Linked DNA regions of Drosophila melanogaster: region 1 is linked to region 2. Evidence: chromatin contacts called from public Hi-C data. All regions are on one chromosome and are shown on one strand. The core of a region is the stretch at or near the end of the contact, and the rest is flanking DNA. Distances in the headings are between cores, read along the strand shown.

Region 1 (3,891 bases), core at 1,111-3,610, 200 kb before region 2:
AGCAGGGGGTGTGGCACTCACATATGCGAAAAGTCCCTCCTGGAAACGCGAACCCAACCCAACCCAAGCCAACCCAACCCACTTGCTGAAGCATCATTTTCCTCTTTATTATCTGTTTGCTTAGCTGTGAGTGTGTGCTGGATTTTTATCAGACTTCTAAGCAGTTAGCTGCCTACACAGTAAGAATTAAAAGCCTAAAACATAAGTTAGAAATTAAAAACAAAATTTTAAACTTAAAATAGGGCTGTAATACTACTAATAAGAAAATATACAAATACACAAACTCTTCTCTGAAATTATAAGCCTTATTTTTATAAATTTCTTTATTTATTATTAATTATTATTATTTTTTTTTTTGTTTTATTTATAGGGAAATAACTATTGACTATTTCTTAAGCAACCATTTCTGTCAGTGCATTAGCCGGCTTCCACTTCTATTTTTCCGGTAAGGTGGAGCTTTGGAGGAGGTTTCCCGCGGAGCAATTCGGCCTGCTCGGTGGCGCTTGGCCAAAAGTCAACCAACATTCGCATAATTTTCGATAAAGCTTTTCGCCAAATGAAATTCAAGTGGTTACACATGTCTCACTGCCACCCAACCCAAACCCAAACCCATCGCAGCGATTTTCGCTTGGTCATTTTTCTTGGACACCCCTCCCCAAACAGCATATAGTATTTCGGTTCTTCCAAAAAGTCAGGCTCATTTCCACATTATATGCCGCATCTGATTATCTGCGCTTTGCTGTTTGTTTGCTTAGTTTTTGTTTATTTCGTTTGTTTGCTTGATTGTTTGTTGTTTTGGCCGAAAAATGCTGATAATAAAAGGTAATGATGGGGGGCTACCTATATATGGGTTATCTCTTTGTTAAAGGGCGACTATGAATCGACGGATTTGGAAATGGAAACTTTAAGTTTTGATAGAGCAATTGTCATGGGGATGCTAATGGAGATTGCGAAGGGATTACGCGTATTTTGATTAGGAAAGTGGCAATAATTGTTGGTTGGAAGAATGGCATACTCTTTTATTTACTATTTGCCAATTTGGAGTATAATGATTATAGTAAATAGACAAATTATTCAAACACAAAGCGATAGTACTTTCATTCAAAGTAGCTTATCCAGATATTGGAATAGTTATTTCAAATAAATTTTTGAATTTTTAATTCAACACAACTCTATTATATTTTTTGTTTATTTAAACAACTTATTCTAGCGATTAAAAATGTCCCGTTCTCGCCGACCTTATACAACACGTTCATAAATACGGCGGTGTTTTGTCTGGACCCCTCAGTTCTGCTTAGCACCTATTCGAAGTGAATCGGTTTTGTTGGGGAGGGCGAGAGACCCACTTTAACAGGTAGACAACACGACTTAACCACAGCAGGCTTATGCCTGCGGTCGCTTCGATTGCATCAGATGAGGTGCGAATCCCAATCGGAAGCTAAATTAGTGCTAAAAAAAAAATAATAATTAAATTGAAAATCAGTTGATCAGCGATCACATGGCTTTGGGTTTTCTAGCCTATAAACAAGTGGCCTGCATGTAATATATATCAACTGGTGGCTATAATTAGCACAAGTGATTAGTTGGCGACTGAAGTTGAATTTGTTTATTGTTTACGATCCCTCATTTAATCGTGCGATCGAGAGCGGATCGATCAACCCTCGCCGATTGTGCTCTACTGGGGGGCTTGGAATTTAGCGTACATTCGCGATAGCACAGCCCATTTAAGCTGCAAAAGGAAAACATAATTTAATCTGTTATTGTTTACGCCGAAATGGAAAACACTTCTAAAATGCGTCATTGAACGCATTTTCCCGATAAGCAACAAAGTGTCAACATGAAAGTTGGATGGATTATGTAAAAGCTTAGGCAAGACAAGAAGATTTTTCGCTGACTCTGTCTCCAAGGGGGGCCCTTAAATATAAATTATTAAACTTTGAACTTGAAATGCATGTGCTAGCGCATCGAGCTGATAAGGAAATCGATGTCGGACTCGTTTAAAAAGGCGCATATGATTTGCTGATTTGAGATCAATGCCAAAGTGAGATGCGTGATTTTGAAGACTAGACAGACATAATGCGGTCATTGAATCGGAATGATGTTGATCAAAGCCAAAACGTGAGAAAGGAATCACAGTGTTTATTTTTGGTATAACTGGCATAAATCGGCGGCGGTATCAAATTTTGTGCCCGACATGCGTTTCTCGATGCGGTTGTGGAACCACCGGAATCTTCCCGATCCCGCTCCGCCCGCCGAGATTGCATTCCCAGCTCAACTGATAACCACGACGAGTATATCAGCTACCAGCCATATATGTACGATGATCGGAGGTTTAATTAGGCGCGGCTGTAACATGAACATTCATAATTCCGCTGGCATTCAATCAATGCAGACGTGAACAATTCCAGTAGTGACCGAGTGTTCGACTTAGCCAGCGATCTCGTGCAAAGTGTACAGTGTCTCAATCGTAGTCAATACCAATTCTCAACCAAGAAAATCGATACTCAAAACATACGTAGAAATAGAAGTTACTAAAATCCAAGCATATGATGGCGCAAAGTGATTCTGGAAATTGCTGTGCCAAGCTTAATAAAGGTAAGAATTCATAAATATTTAATAGTGATTGTGCACAGTTAAATCTGCAATCTGCAACAGATGAGTGCTGCCAGAAGACAAAGGATGTGATCTTGAGCGGCGTATCTCCCAAAATGTTTCCCGACAAAATCTACAAGTCTGTTCAACCCAAAGGAGAGGATGCCACCGGAATGACCTGCGAATGCGGTGTTTTTGCAGCCATCGCTTGCGGGGATTACCCAACACAAGTAAGAACAAAATATTTTTTTTTTTAATGTAATATGTAATATAGGACAGATAGGACATATAGTATAGAAAAACACAAAGGTAAAAATTTGGGTTTAAGAAAAAATGTTTAAAGCAAAATTAAACTTAAATATAATACTTGGAAAATTCCGGAAAAATATGTGTAGCAGATTACAATCAATTGTTAATATATAATAAATATTACTAGGACATAGTAGATAGCCACCATGAAATGCCGATCATAACTATATCAATATCTCGAAGTCATTGGGGCTGTCACAAGCCCATCATCACCCGTTTAGCAAGATCCTATGGACGACCATGTAGTACGTCAGACGTATGCCAATCAATGGTTAGTGGGTCAATGGTTAGCCCCGTTCAGATACACCCCCTGCTGATCTTCTAACGATGTCCATCTATCTGTGGCCAATGCCCAGTGGCTGCGGTGACGTCAGTGAGATCGAACTGAATCGCATGGATTTGGTTTGCCGTGCGGTTGTAATCTCTGTTGTTCATGTTTTTATTGCTCGACTGTAATGAAATGGAAAATAACAGAAAGTACTGGTGTATTCACGGTCGGAAATCGGCATACAGTTATCTGTTTTGCTAGTCAACTGATTGGAATTAGCATTACTAAACTATCTTATATGTTGGGCTAGGTATGCAGAAAAAAAAGTATTAAGTTGCTTTGATCTGATGTGATTTGATTCAAGAAAATGCTGAATAACTAAGCTTAAAATAACAATTCTTAATACTGAGTTTGGAAAATGATACGCCATATCGATGCACAGCACCCCCTGGTCTTTATTATTCAATATTCACGTTTATTATTATATTGTAAAAAAAATAAGGAAAATAAAGTACTAAATGGGATTTTTCTGCTTTCAGCTGGACATAGCACAGATGATCTGCCTCGGTCTGGTGGCTCTGCAGCATCGTGGCCAGGAGTCGGCGGGAATAGTGACCAGTTTGGGCAAGTCCTCCAAGAATTTCAGCGTACACAAGGGCATGGGCATGATCAACAATCTGTTCAATGACGAGGCGATCAGGAAGTTAAAGGGTAACCTGGGA
Region 2 (3,967 bases), core at 97-2,596:
CGGATTGTTGGCAAGTACAAGTGCACATATGTAGATCAATGGCAAATTTGCTTCGATCTCGACATCGCCGCTAACTGAATTTGGTTAAAAGCTAACACGATTGAAAATAATGCTGCCACTGCCACTGCCACTGAAAATGTCATTCGAATTGGCGGCCCGAGTCCAATTTGAGAAGCGGCGGCAGCCTTGCCAACGTTATCAGCTTACAGGACAGGAATATATATATAATTATTTATATAGATTGCTATATGGTCGGTCTCGTAATCCGTCAGCTGCCATATGCAAATCCCAATCGCCAGATGTTTTGACGGGGCTTTCAATTATGCCATAGATATTGTAATGTGCCTGTACTTATCGCCCGGGCTTAGTTTAATGTGCTACATTTACGCATGCAAATTAGTTGTTAAATGTGCTTTTAAAATTTAATCGATATGGCTGGGTGCCACCTACTTACATCTCGGGCACGCACGCAGCCATGTGATCCGTACTTCCTGTTTACCATTACTTTGTTTTCCAGCTCACTTTCACTTGGTCCCTATACGATCCGCTTCAGCATCCGCTCTAGTTCTGACGCGATTCGATTGAGTCATTCAGGATCTAATGCGAATTGCTGGGTTCTAAAACTGAACGAGATCTTCGACTGTTGTTACACCTAGAAAAATGGAACGTATCATAAACGTAAGGTGCTTTTATTGTCTAAAACATTCTTAATAATTTTAACCTACTTCTTTAAAATAATTCTAGTGGTTAAAAACATTTCCCTAAAACAACTTACAGAGTAAGAATGTCATATATTTTCATTATTTTGCTCTGTGCACACACGGCGTATGCTTAACATTTGGCATGGACTAGCTTCGCTTTGTTTGGATTTGTTTTGGTTTTTTCTGTATGACCTGTTGAGGCTTTTCAAATGACTCCCGTTCGACTGACTGAATACTTTTGGGGTATTCTACCACCATTCCGATTGACGCGCACGCGCTAATGGTTAACCCCGCTTTTTAGCCAAGCTACAAGAGCAACAAAAACATGGCCAATGCGACGTTCTAGCCTGTTGCCGCACTTGAACTTGGTCGACCAAGTTGAGTCGAGTCAGGCCCCGCGATTCTCGACCCACTCAGCTGGCTGGCTAGCTGGTTAGCTGGCTGGTGAGAGGAAACCCCACGGCATCGGCATCTTGGCTTTAACCCAGCTACAGCTGGGCAACTACGTCACAGTCGCGTCATGCGAAAACCAGTCATCGTCGTTTGGTGAAGCAAACAATCGTCGGCAATCGGCCGAAACGTTCGTTAACTTGGCCGTCGGAATCGGAATCTGGGGGTATTTAAGCGGCGGCAACTCGACATGAAGCATGCATTGATTCGCTATCATTCGCCCTAAAGACTTGTGCCCAGCCTCAAGTAGTTTGCTGACTCTGTTTGTTGTAATACAATTTAGCTGACAAGGATAATACACATCACCACATCAGTTTCGAGTTCGCGAAAGGATCCAGCTAAAGTTCAACCGATCAACCATCTATATATCCCGCCGTGAATTCGAGAGTCGAGAGTTCTTGTCCAGCTCAATTCTAGACGCAAACAGTTCAGTACCAGGAGCGATTTTCTTGAAAAACAAAACCACCCAGCCAGATCGCCAATAAGCAGTGAAAGTGTCAACACATTTCGAGTGCTTATTGCAAATCAAACAAGAAAAGCGTAACCAAGCACATAAGCAAATAGTATTCTAAGTGTTTTTGCCAACACTTTGCGTAAATTTTTGTTGTTCACCCCAAACGAAAACAACCCAAACACACAAAAAAAAATGATGGCCGTTGCAGCAGCCCAAAAGAACCGCGAGATGTTCGCCATCAAGAAATCCTACAGTATTGAGGTGAGTCGAAAATCCAGCAAAACATACAATTTCCAAATCGAATTGTAAAAAAAAAGAAGCAAATGAGTGACTAGATTTGGTCTACGTGACTATCTAAAGGTTTTGTGTTTTCAAAAAAAAACCAGTTAACCGGCCAGTAGTCGAGCCCATTTTTGTGATCCCGCATTTCTTTTTCGCCAATTCAATTTGACCAAACTCAATCCTCGGTTGGCCATTAAGTCACACCTCTAAGAACAGGCGGCCCAAATCGAAAGGCCCAAATCGCCAACGGACACAACGGGTTGTGTGTTAAGTTATTATTTAACAAATAAGTGAAAGTGGCTGCCTTTGGGCCCCATGCACTTAGCCTGGCCGAAACAGTCGCGCCTCATTGTTGTTGACTCGTCTCTGTTTATGTTTATGCTGCGTCCGAGCAAAACAAAAAATATGAAATCAATATAAATGATTCAATGAGTTGGTCATCTTTCATCAGCCAAAGCGGTGGCCCAAAAAAAAAAACTGAAGAAAACAAACAAACAAAAAAAAAAAAAAACGAGCTGACAGTGAAAACTGCAAGTGATGGAAACCTTTTTCCCCCCATCAAGAAAAAGAAAGAAAAAAAACCTTTAACGATCGCCAGTTGCATTTTTTTCCCGCCAGAATCGCATGGGGATTTTCGATTTCTCAGTCACATATCATTTATCTTCGCACCTGCCCGCTTCGAAGCGGCGACATCGCATTAAATTACCATTCGTGGCTTTGAATCACAATCAATACAGTTCCATGAATAGCCAGCTTTATTCAAAGAAAAAGATCTGAAGACGGCGCTTTCACACACCATTTTATATAATATTTTCAAAATTGCGCAATACTCTGCTCAAAGTCACCACCCAAGCGTGGAGCCGAAGAAAGCCACCCTGGCTTGAAGGTCAAGGCAATCGTCTAATTTCCGCTCCACATCCTGCCAGTGTCACTAACACGGACTTCAATCTTTTCGCTTTCGTTTCCAGAATGGCTATCCATCCCGCCGTCGCAGCCTGGTGGATGATGCCCGTTTCGAGACCCTGGTGGTCAAGCAGACCAAACAAACCGTCCTCGAGGAGGCCCGCAGCAAGGCAAATGGTAAGTGGATAGGGTCCAACAAGTGGGTCACTAAAATAGCTCCAAAGAGGGTTTCTATTTGGGATCAAAAGGGAAATTTTGCAGCTAGGGCTTTACTTGTTGATTAAAAACTTAAAAAGTTGCAATTTTTATTTCATTTTATTCGTTTTGACATAGATTTGCGTTTTTTTCTTATTCATTTTAACCCTTTATTTATTATTTGCCTTCGTTTTTATTTTTATGATTTTAAAGACGATTCCCTGGAAGATTGCATTGTGCAGGCTCAGGAGCACATTCCCTCCGAGCAAGATGTGGAGCTCCAGGACGAGCATGCCAATCTGGAGAACCTGCCCTTGGAGGAATATGTTCCAGGTTAATATCCATTTCCATTTCAATTCCCATGCCAGTTACTCCTCTTTCTGAGCCTATTATCTTTGATTTGATTTTGATTATGATTTTCATGGGCTTTATTATTATTTTTATTTCATTCGCTTTTAGTTGAGGAGGATGTTGAGTTTGAGAGCGTTGAACAGGAGCAGTCGGAGTCGCAGTCGCAGGAGCCAGAAGGCAACCAACAGCCGACCAAGAACGGTGAGCAGGGGGTTCTAGAATCCAGCAGCCAACCATAAGTAGTACTTAACTTCTGAGAGGGGCTTTTGAAAAGCGTGCGACATTGATTTAAGTGCTTAATATGATAAAGTGCCAGGGCAGAGGAAAAGCACTCAGCCACACGGACAATTGTGAGTGGGCGCGCTCGCTCGCTCTCTCTCTCTCTCTCTCTCTCTCTGTGGAAATGTCGCATTTCCCTTTTTCATTTGTTACGCTCGACTTAATACAAGTACGAAATGCGTTTGCCTGGCAACCGTCTCACTGCCACTGCCACGTAGCTCGCTTATCGTTTACGTGACCCTAAGCCTTGGAAGATTGCATCCTTAACCATCACATTATCCCCGCTTTTTTTTGGCCCTTTTGCAGATTACGGTCTCACCGAGGACGAGATTTTGTTGGCCAATGCCGCCTC

The links. A called contact is a pair of places that touch in the nucleus more often than the background predicts.
Region 1: a Hi-C map of the Kc167 cell line shows a contact between it and region 2, with 1.5 times the contacts expected there. A contact is called at or near these places in 5 of 107 Hi-C or Micro-C datasets (the Clone 8 cell line, the Kc167 cell line, the ML-DmBG3-c2 cell line and 2 more).

What each region holds. Positions count from the first base shown.
Region 1 is chr3L:6,913,345-6,917,235 of dm6, reverse strand. Prat2 (Phosphoribosylamidotransferase 2) reads left to right here and starts at 2,360. Exons shown (of 3, transcript NM_079225.3): 1 at 2,360-2,595; 2 at 2,656-2,822; 3 at 3,709-3,891. The coding sequence starts at 2,547.
Region 2 is chr3L:6,716,904-6,720,870 of dm6, reverse strand. ple (pale) reads left to right here and starts at 1,346. Exons shown (of 7, transcript NM_001300026.1): 1 at 1,346-1,866; 2 at 2,856-2,967; 3 at 3,199-3,318; 4 at 3,445-3,537; 5 at 3,922-3,967. The coding sequence starts at 1,798.